Linked DNA regions of Zea mays: region 2 is linked to region 1. The links are chromatin contacts, called in public Hi-C maps. All regions are on one chromosome and are shown on one strand. Each heading gives the region's core, a stretch centred on a gene start, on an enhancer-like site or on the middle of the called end of the contact. The rest is flanking DNA. Distances are from core to core; before and after follow the strand shown.

Region 1 (6,286 bases), core at 2,433-4,932:
TGCCAGAGCAACTCATATCTAAAAGTAGCAACAGGTTTTTTTGAATCCTCAGTGCTTAACATCAAAGGAACATGGTCTGAAAGAAATCTGTTCAGCCCTCTAACCCTAGCATTGCTGTATAATAAATCCCAATCAGGGCTCACTAGAAATCTGTCAAGTTTTTCAAAAGTGGGAGGATTTCTATTATTGGACCACGTAAACTTCCTATCAGTTAGATCTAGCTCAACCAGACCGTGCTGATCAATGATGGCATTAAAGAGAAGCGTCCATCTATTGGCAACATAAGGCTTATTTTTGTCATCACTACTCCTCAAAATGTTAAAGTCACCACCTAGCAGAATGGGACCACTACAGTGGGAGCAAGTGGCAGCTAACTCGCTTAAGAAATTATCTTTATTAACCGCTTGAGCTGCCCCATAGACATTAGCAAAAGTCCAAGAAAGATTTTTAATCTTGTGATGCACCCGACACACAATCATGAAGTCCTTGATTTGAATGTCCGAGACATCCAAAGTGTCTGAATTAAAACCCACCAGCAAACCCCCTGATCTACCATTAGGGGGAGAAGAAATCCACTTAAACAACTTATTACTGCTTAAAGACAGTAACCAGTTCTGCCCAAATTCTTTCTTATTAGTCTCTTGCAGACTAATGAAATCAACTTTTTCCTTGTTTATGAGTTCATGAATGAACTCAAATTTCCCGGGTTTGGCAAGCCCCTGGCAGTTCCATATTACCCCTTTCATTCAGATACTTGGTTGTCCCATTGATGACGCTTCAGGCATCTCCTATTATTAGATGTATATCTAATTTTTGGAGAACCCTTTTTTTTCTCAGAGAATATTTTTTCTCTTTCTGTATTTTTTTCTTCTTCTTTGGTGTTTTGTTCTTTTTCCCTTCCGATTCACTCTCTATCATCTCTTGGACAATTCTATCCATAATCGAAGGATCCTCATTCTCCACTAAATTACCAGCGAATTTATTATCAATATCATCAACACCAACGTCTGGCATAATAGCCTTGGCACGTTCTTCTTCTAAGCACTTGATCATTTCTAAGTTATCTAATCTTTCATTATCATCTTTTCCCAAATTCACCCCAAGTTTGTTAGCTATATCAATCAGCAAGCTGTTTTCAGAATTTAAGATAGAGAAAGGGTTGGGGTTGTTACCTATGTTCAAGAAGGCATCCTTCGCTTCAGCTCTGTTGATGGCTTTGTCCGTAATCCTGATATCTTCATTTGCCTCCAGTCTGCTACTTTTCCTTGTGCCTTCAACTTGATCTACCAACTTGGCTTTACCTTTTTTATCCTTACCAGTTTGTTGCTCATCTTGAACTTTGAGGAGTTCACCCTCATCCATCTCCAATTCCTGCTCATCCGCTATCTCAACACCCATTCCTTTCACAAAGTTGTTAAGCTCTTGGGAACTAAGAAGGTCTTCATCACTGTCTTCAAAGTCTACCTTCTCATTGTTTTCATCCCCCAGATTTTCCCCCTCTTCATTGCATTTGTCACATTCATTGGTTTGTGGATCTGTAGCAAACATTGCTTCTTTAAACTCAGAGGAAGATGTTTTCTGATTTACAGGAATCAGAGGGACCTTCCCACTTTCATGAATATCACTTTTGGGTTTTTTCCCTCCATTGTCACCCAAACCGAACTCGTTCGGCTGTAAATCAACAGAAGATCTCTTTCTCATACTAGCTTCTTCCTCATTCCATCCTTCAGTTTCTACCTTTTCCACCTTAAAATAAATGTCATATAAGAGATGCTTGACTCCTATCTCAATGACAGGTGGAATCCTCGCGACGCTCTTCACATGCACTTTAAATCTAACCATGTCATTGGATTTCAGAGCGGCCAGATCCACTTCTTCCACAGCTCCTAAAACCGAACCCAACTCACATATGGCTTGATAGTTCAACAATTCTTCAGGCACATTATCGGCCTTAATCCAAACTGAGTGCAATCTGGATTTAGCCAAAACCTGAGAGTTCCACACAGTTACTACAATCTTAACCCCTGAAATCTTCATCTTCAACTCAGTAAAGTTGGTCAGTTCATCAAGCCTGTCCTGTGATGGGAATTGCATCAGGAAACCAAGATGACACTTATCAGCTTTCCAGGGTCGTCCCCATGGGAAATGGAAGCTAAAATCCCTCTCCAGATCACCAGCAGACACAATCCCCTCCACAATTTTGACTAATCCCAACAGGCTCCTCTTTGGTTTTTTGGAAATGTTCTTTCCAAACTGAGAGGAGTAAAAACTCAAACCATCTGCTGCCATTCCCACTAATGGCATAATAGGTTTGTTCTGTCTTGGCCACACACATTTCGCAGTTACATGAGTCTCTTTCATGCAGATATCACACCACAAAGCCCTAGAACAATCTCTGGCATGATGACCTTCATCACCGCATTTTTGGCAGAATGTGCGACGACTTCCTTCTACCTCCAGCATCCCAGGGAGAGTCGGGGATTTAGAGTTACCTGGGTTATTCATGTCACCAGATGATGATCCAATCACCTCTCCCTCAGATTTCACGTGTGAGGGTCGGAGTCGCCAGCTCATATTGCGGTGTCTTCCCCAAGCATTGGGTGGATTCCTCGCCTCCTTAGAGTTCCACCGATCCCACTGTGAGGGTTTCAGCCTTGGGTCCATCTTCTCTGAAGTTTCCCCAGCGAGCTCACCCCCTCCCCCTCCCCCTCCTGGCTGAGGACCAAAGTCTGGCGGGCGGAAAGGGATGGATCGCCACCCTCCAGAGAAACTCTCCCGCTTGTGGGTAGGCAGCGCCCACAGCGAAGCTAGAAGCACGGACAGGTGTTCTGGGGATCGAGCACCAATAAGATCAGGAGGAAACCCTACCTCGTTCAACTTGTTGCCAGCCTTCTGGGCTGCGATCCACCCCCTGGAGATGGAGCCCGAGTCGAGACACCTTGGCTGCCCCTTCCTCGGGTCATCCGCTTTCACGGCCCATCCATGCTCTTCAGGAATCCACGAACCAGGCCGATTTCCCCCTGCGTTGCTCTTTTGCGAATTTGTCCAGGGAGAATGAGATTTTCTGCTCGCCGGCTTCTGGGCTTTGCGTGAGAGCCCCTGCAACCCAGGTGGAGGAAGAGGAGGTGGGGGAGGGAGGGGCGCGGGAAGGAGGGGCGTCAGGGGAGAGTGCACCTTGCTGAGGGGTGCAGAACTCAGTGTCCACCATAAGAACGTGTGTCTCGCGGTTGCTGGTGAACTGTTGCTCGAGGGCGAGCCAGGCGCCACGGGCGGAAGGAGTCCTCATCGTGACGATCTCGTAGAGGTCGCCGATGATGGAGCCGTAGAGCCAAGACAGGACGTGGAGGTCCATCCGCACCCAGTGTGGAACGGCGGGGAACGCGGCGTCGCAAAGGGCATGGTCGGCGAGCGCGTACTTGCCAAGGGCGAGGAGCATGAGGCAGCCCCACTTGGAGAAGGATGGCGCGGCGAGATCGAGGACGACCGGGACGAGGGCGCGGACGTTGAGGATGCCGAGGGCCTGCGCATGGAGGGCAGCACCAACGTCGACGTCACCAGCGGCTAGAGGAACGTTGTCGTCGTCGGTGGACGCTGGTGGGGGCGTCGGTGTTGTTGACCACGATGCCATCGGTGGCAGCAGCAACCTCCTGGAGGCGGCGGCGAGCGGCGGCAACAACAGCATGGGTGCGGTGCGCAGCTGAAGCCTCAGCGTCCGAGGCGAGATCCTTAGCATGAGCAGCAACTGTTGCAGCAGCTAGCGGGTCGCTGGAGACACTAGCCATGGTGAGAGAGAACAGAGGGAAGAAAAAAATTGCAGAAGCGGTTTCAGCGCTAAGGAAGAAAACGCGGCTGCTACCATGAGACAAGATGGAATTGGGATATAACACAACTTGATTGATCATAAGTACAGGATTACAAAAATATAGGCAAGCCTCATCCCGATTTATAGAAAGAAGACCCGGGAGTGGGCAACCAAATCAATTCGTCGTAATTACATGAGCCATAAATGGAAGGAGCAGTCTCATGTCTATCAGTTATAGTAGAAATTTTAAATGTGAGACACCAGTGACGAGTGAAATCAACACATGGTACATATATATACAATACGAAAGGGTACATCTAAAGGTGTGAGTAAAGGATGGGCCCTTCGATGAAAGGATGTGACCCCTTTGGCTGACAACCGCCAATGATGGTTACAGTGGGGCAAGCTGGCAAAGGCTAGCCCCATTGCCACAAGGACGACGGGAGTTCTAGGATTTGTTTGGTTGGTTGTCTCACTTGTCAAAAGAGTGTTTGTTTATAGCTATAGTTATAGTAAAAACTTTCTTCTATATACCGATGACTTTATATGACGAAGAATATATGATAAGTTTTGGCACCTTAGTTATACAACTAGACACCTTTAATTTCACGGGGTTACTTTTTCCCTTCCGCAACAAGGACGACGGCTACACCTTTCATTCAAGTTCAAACGCACTCAAATGTGTAGCGTAGGCCCTCTCGATAGCTCTTGTCATCAAGTTTTGAGGTTTTCTGTTTCAAATTCAGAAAGGATGACTAGCAATTATTTCAAAATTATACGTGTTCTGCCCACATCCCCGAGAACTGTAGCAACTGGGTACTCATGCAAACTTTTCTTTTAAAAACAGACGCCCTCAAATACATTATCTTCTAGAAACAAACAGATGGAGTCGTTCATCAAATCAGAAAGTACACAAAAATATGGATCGCTCCCAGAGAGGAGACCGCTCCGGTGTATCAGTTTCAAATCAGTTTCGACGCAGCATAATCTGACGTTGCCGGAGCCATTTGAATTGGTCGTGTGCAAACTGCATTCAACATTAGCTGCAACCAGTTACAGAATCTTTCAGCAAATCTCTGCTTCATTTGGCTGCTGTTCTGTCTCAGTTTACATCACAAATTTGGGATGCAGATCCTCAACTTATTTTCGCCTTTCGGTCGTCTAAAAAGCTACCTCGACCCGACTCCTCGCCTACCAAAAAATTAATATGGTGATCACCTTCGTCCCATGGGGCATGGCCATAGCATCTCATCAGTATCCATAGCCTGGGCATGGCAGACACAGCAAAAGGTTAGAACATGTGACCGATGCGGAGAGACCTATCATCAATGGCAGTGTCGCTTACCAGAGTTGTCCATCGGGTTTGCGACAGGTGCAGCCTCCGGCTCCTTGATATCGACGACCACAACATCTGATGTCAGGAAGGTCTTGGCCACCGACGCGGCGTGCTCCAAGCAGCATCTCACCACCTACAGACAGTTCATCGCAGCTTTGAGGTTTTGCTCCAGGAAAAGAAATATCAAACATCAGTCAGGTCTGGCTCCTATCGAAGACAAGTTACCAAGGACTGGTTTGGTTGGGAAAAGAGATGTAACAATTGTAGCGCCAACAATTCGCAAGGACTGCTATTTTCAGTTTTACCAGCTAATGCTGCTACTTCACCTTTGGCAGCTCCCAAAGTTCTTTTTAGATCCATGTGAGGTTAGGTTTACATTAAAGAATGGTGCTATTCAAGCTAAACTAGGTTGCCTTATCAATTTCAATTCTTCTATATGCATAGTCTACAGGTAATGAACTCACAGATTGGTTATGGCAAAGGAAACAAGATGAAGCCCAATGGTAGGGGAACATGCATTGATTACAGAAGTTGCAAGACCAACCAACTAGAATTCAAGCAGACAGATAGGGAAGCCACAGGGCCACAAACCTTGGTGGGGTCAATGATACCAGCAGCCATCAGGTCCTCGTACTGTCCAGTAGCAGCATTGTAACCATACTTGAAGTTATCATTAGAAAGGACCTGGTGTAGAAAACATTTACATAAGATTCAGATCCATGCCTTGAACTGTGGTATATGCGTGAGACTTTTGGTAATCAAGCTGTACCTTCTCAGTGACAACACTGCCATTGACACCGGCGTTTTTAGCAATCAATTTAAGTGGGTAGCTCAGGGCCCTCCTTACTATTTCAGCTCCAACCTAATGTCAGTTCAGAATGTCAGCCATAGTTGAACCTATAGCAAGGTTGTGCTCTGTTGCCTCCATCCTCTTTCAAATGAATTACGGGATTGCAGATTTTGTTTTTACCTTCTGCTCGTCGTTCTCCAGTGTATCCTTGATGGCGTCGACTTTAGCTGCAAGCCGCAAAAGAGTGCACCCTCCACCAACAACAATACCTTCCTCAACGGCAGCCTGTGAAGAGAAAGAAACAACTTTAGTGATACATATGTAACCAGAAGAGAATTCAGCAGAAAATACAGAATGT
Region 2 (6,286 bases), core at 2,610-5,109, 440 kb before region 1:
AAAATTCACGAAATCTTCCTCTAATTTCGGAATCTTGCCCTTATTATTTGTTCTGAGCTGCTATACACATTTTCTTACCAAAATTTTTAAAAAACAGTGATCCACGTTTGAATATCGAACAGTTACTGCTTTGCTACTATGATGGAATATAAATCTGTTCACGTCAAATTCCAGTTCCGAATTGTTCTGCCTGTCAACCGTTACGAATTATCTTTTGGTTCCTTCTTTTTTCGCTTTGACAATATAGACTGGTTCTTGTAGTTGTAGACGTTAGTCACACACACATCTCCATCCACAAATCTAAAATCCCAGAATTCCAAAAGAAAAACCTAATCTAGACAGCACGGTTCAAAAACTGATCTTTGGGTAGACATCGTGGGTTTTCTTCATATAAATTTCAAAAGCATACATCAATATTTTCCTCAAAACAGACACATAACTTAACAATTACACACACACACACACAAATGAAATCTCAAATACAATACCATAGTGACATCATCTACTCAAATATAAGAAGTCTTCCCTAACCAAACAACTCCAAGGCAAAAATTTCTGCAACACAGGACGGGCACGGATCACTGTCCATCTGAGTAGAACATGCTCGGGTACACCCAGAATGGCTGAAGCTGGATGTACCAGTCCCTCTTGAACCCAAGGCCAGGATCAGTGGAATCATCCCAAATGGCATCTGCATCGTCACCCAGCCCATGCAGGACCCAGGGTTGCCTGTAATGCGCGTAGTACAGGCAGTTGCTTCTCCCGCCCCACCGTCCTGGACTCATGCAAGAGAACGGCGGGCTCCTCACATCGCCCCCGATAAAGAGGGCATCATTCTCCAGCTTCACCACGTCCACCCAAGTCGCAGGTTCAGTGGACGTATCCAGGCGGTAGGCTTTGTAGTTGACAGGCGCTCGTGCTCCAGACGATGAGAAGCTCAAGTAGTAGTCAACAATTAGAAGCATGCCGCTGCATACCAACAGCCATGGCCTTCGGAATGGGCATCCAGGCATGTTGTCCCACCAAACAGTTGCCATCTCCTGCAAACCAAGCCGGGGGGCCAAGGACAGAGTGTAGAGCCTGTAGTAGCTGTCCATCACGATGAACTGACCGTTGAACTCCACGATCTGCTCGATCAGTGAGTTACCGAGCTGTATTTCCGACCAAGAATTGCTTCCAACTGACCAGTCAAGAAGGGAGGCTGGGATGCTGTGCTGGCTGGACACCACACAGACAAGGAGGTGCGAGTTTTCTAGCGCAAGAGGAGCTGTCAGCATGCCAGAGTAGAAGAAAGTGTCATCGTTGAGTGGGAGCGGCGGTGCCCATACTCTGGCCCCAGTGAACACATCGACAATGATGCAATCTTTGCGAAGGCCGCATATCAGCTGGCCATAGGAGGAGCCGGCGAAATGCATCGCCTTGCATATTTCTTGAGGAATCTGGCAGCAAAGGTCTGCTTTTGTATTGGCTAGATCGATGACCTGCCATCTGCGTAGCTCGTGACCATCAGGTGCACGCACGGAGACATTGGGCCTAACGAGGAGAGGTGGAAGCAAGGCACAGAACCTGGATTTGGATGGGTATGATGAGAAGGCAGCACGCCAAGAACGACAGGTGCTTGCGAAGGCAAGGAGGTCAATGAAGGAGCCCAGGAGGGCAACAATAGACTGGAGTGGGCCTCCAGGGAGATCAGCCCACCCTTGAATCCCACATGTATCAGGGGCTGCTTTTGTGGAGGCAGAGGTGCCAGATACTGTGATAGGGCTTTGCATGATGGCAGTCTCACTGCAACAAAGTAAATTCAATAAATGAACTAGAAGCATGATTTGAATACAAAATGAGAAATAGGCAGATAACTTCCAAGAGACACAGACACCCTACAGCAACAAAAAAATCAGTACATGTGTTGTACAGATCTGAAGCCACTTTTTAAGTTGTTATACACTATTAAATTCGAAGCGGCTGAACAGTTGTAATAATCTTAATGATAAGACAAATAACTGAATAAGAGAAAGGAAAAACAAAGTTTTTAATCCAAACATCTTGTGCTCTGGTTTCAATTTTAAACTTTCCTCACTACTTCCTAAACCCATCTCCTATTTTCAGAACATGTGATGCCTACGGTACAGTACATAAACAAGTAACTGACACATGAAAGAGAGGTGAAAACTGTTGCTGTAATTGCAGAAATGCCAATCGAGTGCTCAAATCACCATCTAACATAAAAGTGGATTCTTCCATCCTAGCCACATCAGTCAGGCATTCGTGTGTTTGAATATACTTGATATATCAGGTCCATCTGTTGTAGGGTTCTTCTGTAATCTGTATACCATACGGCTAGTCGGCTACAGCAGAATGCAGTGCAAATTAACCATACAAACTAGAGCCAAGATCTGACCAGAAAAGTACAAAATAACTACCTGACACAAATTGTTGGCCTAGTTTGAATCGAGATGACGGTGGCCATGCAAAAATGAACATAGTAAAAAATAATCGAGGTATTAGGTGCCAGGGAGGATTTCAGTACTCACTGCTCGATATTAGCAGGTGTCCTGAAACAACGTTATATACACTGATATAAAATAGACTTCAGATGGTGTGCGCAGAACTGCAGAAGGTACTTAATGATCCCCAATTCAACTAGCTAGTAGTTCATTTCCTGGTATCCTTCTACCAGGATGTTCGCATGAATACAAAGCAAGGTTGTTCAAACTAATATGTCGCTTCTTTTTCTGTTTCTGAATTTCAAGGGATCAGAGCTGAGCAACATTTATTAAAGAGTTGGACTAAAGAAAACGAAAACCGACGGCATTGAATACGCTGTCTCTAAGCAGCCACGTAAGCAGCAATTAAATAGAAAAATCCTACGTGGACGCAAATTAAGGAGGAGAGAGTCATCGGTAATGCAACCACTGTATGCCCAATTCACTAGAAAAATCTTTCGTTAGGAGACGGCTTCAGTCCGTGTTCCAATGCCAAGAGACGGTAATGCAACCACTGTATGACTCCTTCAGCCCGTATTCCACACATGAATTAAAATTTTTGTAGACAGTATAAATAGACAAGCCACTGTATGACTTGTTATTTATATTGTTCGGATGTTATTTATATTGTTCGGACTTTGGACGTGTTTTTCAATACACATATAGACATCTGTGGGCTATACATGCTCTTAAGACCCATACAGGAAGCTAAGATATCCACATGGAAAAAAAAACAAAATTTCCTTCATAGTGTAGCATAATAAAAGCAAACGTACAACCAGTTCCCGTTTGCAGAGGAACCGTGACATACACACAGTCACACACACAGAGTTACACACGACATCAAAATTCATGTCTGCTAGGTTAAATTCATGAGGGAGACTACTACGGAGCATCGAAGTCGCGTCTTTTATTGTACACATCAGTTACAGCGCATAAATCTGTTTATGTCTGCTAGGTCACTGACCAATTAGGCGCATCGATACTAGGGTTTCTTCCGTTCCGTACACCTCACAAGCACAGCATCAAAATCCAAAAGAAACCAAACTGCAATAGCTCGACTCGGGAGATCCCCCGGACAACAAGAACAAATGCGCCACACGATTCCTCGGAATGGTTAATTAAGAAGCTGAAGGACTAAAGAAACCGCAGAATGGACCCAGAGAGAGAGAGAGAGAGAGAGAGAGAGAGAGAGAGAGAGAGGTAAGGTGACAGTACCAACCTTGCAGGCTAAGCCGAAGGCGAAGGCGTGGATTCCGGGGCGGGGTTAAGCCGGAGGCGGAGGCGTGGTTACCGCGGCGGTGGCTGGTGCCGGCGTCGTCGGCGGCTCGGCGAGTGAGTTCGCTTCCTTTCCCCTTCAGATAATCCCCTTCCTCTTCTCCTCCGTTCGGTTCTGGTTGGGCCCGTTTATGCTTTATGGGCCTCGACCAGCCCTCTTTTGGGTGGGCTGCCCAATTGGGCTTCCAACTAGCCCAACAAAAAGCTCCTTAGAACTTGGAAGGACTTTCCATAGTTTGTAGACCCAAATTTATTATTTCACTGATCTTGATTAGGCCTTTGAAAATGGATTTGGTTTCCTTTTTAAATTATTTAGAAATCATATTTGATTTCGGCCAGCTTTAATCACATTTGACAGTTTGTCCGTAGATTGAAATGTCAGGACATAATGTAAGTGGTTATTATCAGATAGGCTCACTCATCACTTTATGAGCAGCCACGTTCACCATCCAAAGCAAAGAGCCATTGATAATTTTGCCATTACCATTTGTGAGCTTCACTAATATGCCATCGGGTCTATAAATCATAGACACAGATGATCCCACCAGTCATAGACACGGAATGCATAATAATAGGAAGTCAAATCTGAGAGTGGCAAAATTACAAATTTCCCCAAAGCAAGATGGAATACTGGAATAACGTTGTGTTGCCTTTCAATTTCAACATGAGAACGAAGACACCCATAAGGCCATAATCCACATATTGGAGGACAAGTACACGATGGGACTAAATTATAAGTTAGGCTTAGGGGTGATAATGTATCACGATCCAAATGATTCTTAATGATTTGTTTGACTCCTTAATTTATTTTAATTTAAAAACAAATAAAAATAGAACCTGATTCTAATATGATCCAATCCTTAAATTTTATAATGTAAAATTTAAAACTCATTATCACCCCTAGTTAAACTAGGTAACATCCAGACATAGAGGTCAAAGGACAGTGACACATAGGAAGGCCAAATTTATAGAACAACATTGGTGCGAGGGTTTGTTCATCTCCTCTTCCATATATAGGCTCCCTTTGGCAGGGATTTGCCTTTTTTAAATAGCTTTAGCTCTGATTTTTCCATGCAAACAGTTTTACTAGAGAAGCCAAAGCCATTTAAAAACCATTTGGCAAAAACTCCTAGGTTGTTATAAAATGAACCATGTGTAGTCACGCTTTTATATATTCAGTTATTATATTTCTCAAGTAGCACCGAGCGTGATCCGCACTATCCTCACAATATCACACAACATAGAGGGTGTTGAGACAGAAACTAGGGCCGGTTGGGGCATTTGAGCGAGCAGGTTCTAGGCGTCGAAGGGGCAGCCACATGCACAATAAGAATATAAGAGGGGATGAGGGTTGTCATAGTGGAGGTGACCGAACGTGAGGAGTGTGTGGAGCTGGGCGGTGGTGGTGGGAACGGCCGGGCTTGAGAAGCTTTTAGATCAGAGGAGGAGCACAAAGCATTGCCGAAGATATGATGGGAATGGTGGGAGGGGGTTTTCGCAAAAAAAGACATGAGTCAAAGCTGGGCGAGTCACATTTTTTTGCTTCACCTATCTAATACAAAACAGAGAAGTGCTTTTCACCTAAGTTGTATGTTAAAATGTCGTTTGGTATGGCTTGTGGAAAAAAATAGTGAAGCCGCATGAGAAGTTGAAAGTCGCCTAGAGGGGGGTGGATAGGCGGAAACTGAAATTTACAAACTTAAAGCACAACTACAAGCCGGGGTTAGCGTTAGAAATAAAATCGAGTCCGAAAGAGAGAATGAAAAACAAATCAAGGCAAGTGAAGCGGATGACACGGTGATTTGTTTTACCGAGGTTCGGTTGTTGCAAACCTAGTCCCCGTTGAGGTGGTCACAAAGACAGGGTCTCTTTGAACCCTTTCCCTCTCTCAAACAGTCACCTAGACCGAGTGAGCTTCTTTCCTTGATTTCCTGGGTCACTTAGACCCCGCTAGGACCACCACACAATTGGTGTCTCTTGCTTCGCTTACAAGTCTTTGAGAGTAAGAATGAGAGAAAGAAGAAAGCCAACCAAGCAACAAGAGCAACAAAAGAACACAAGTCAATCTTCTCACAAGTCCTAAAAACTAGAGTTGAATTGAGGACTTTGATTTGATCGGAGGCTTTGATTTGTGTCTTGGAGTGTTGTGTATTGCTCTTGTATTGAATGAGGAGTAGTGAATGCTTGGATTCCTTGAATGGTGGTGGTTGGGGGTATTTATAGCGCCAACCACCAAAACAGCCGTTGGAGAGGTCTGCTATCGATGGGCGCACCGGACAGTCACTGTTCACTGTCCAGTGCGCCTTCTGGCACTGCTCTGACTCTGCGCGAACTGTCCGCACACTGTTCACTTGTCAGTCGACCGTTGCGCTGGCGAGCCGTTGCTCCGCTGGCCCACCGGACAGTCCGGTGAATTATAGCGGAGCGCGGCCTCAAAAACCCGAAGGTGAAGAGTTTGAAGTCGATCCACCCTGGTGCACCGGACACTGTCCGGTGCGCCAGACCAGGGTTCACTTCAGTTTCTT

Evidence for each region. A called contact is a pair of places that touch in the nucleus more often than the background predicts.
Region 2: a contact with region 1 is called in a Hi-C map of ear, with 2.5 times the contacts expected there. The contact joins the promoter of LOC109942241 here to the promoter of LOC103638166 in region 1. A contact is called at or near these places in 2 of 25 Hi-C or Micro-C datasets (ear and tassel).

Annotation. Positions count from the first base shown.
Region 1 is chr9:27,942,051-27,948,336 of Zm-B73-REFERENCE-NAM-5.0, reverse strand. It overlaps LOC103638166, which reads right to left and starts at 3,682. Exons shown (of 3, transcript XM_008661152.4): 1 at 3,240-3,682; 2 at 1,173-3,178. The coding sequence starts at 3,682. It overlaps LOC542185 (RuBisCO large subunit-binding protein subunit beta, chloroplastic), which reads right to left. Exons shown (of 13, transcript NM_001319768.1): 9 at 6,109-6,213; 10 at 5,908-6,000; 11 at 5,730-5,822; 12 at 5,148-5,271; 13 at 4,642-5,067. The coding sequence ends at 5,054.
Region 2 is chr9:28,385,863-28,392,148 of Zm-B73-REFERENCE-NAM-5.0, reverse strand. It overlaps LOC109942241, which reads right to left and starts at 3,859. Exons shown (of 2, transcript NM_001428419.1): 1 at 3,706-3,859; 2 at 365-1,785. The coding sequence starts at 1,772. The coding sequence ends at 579.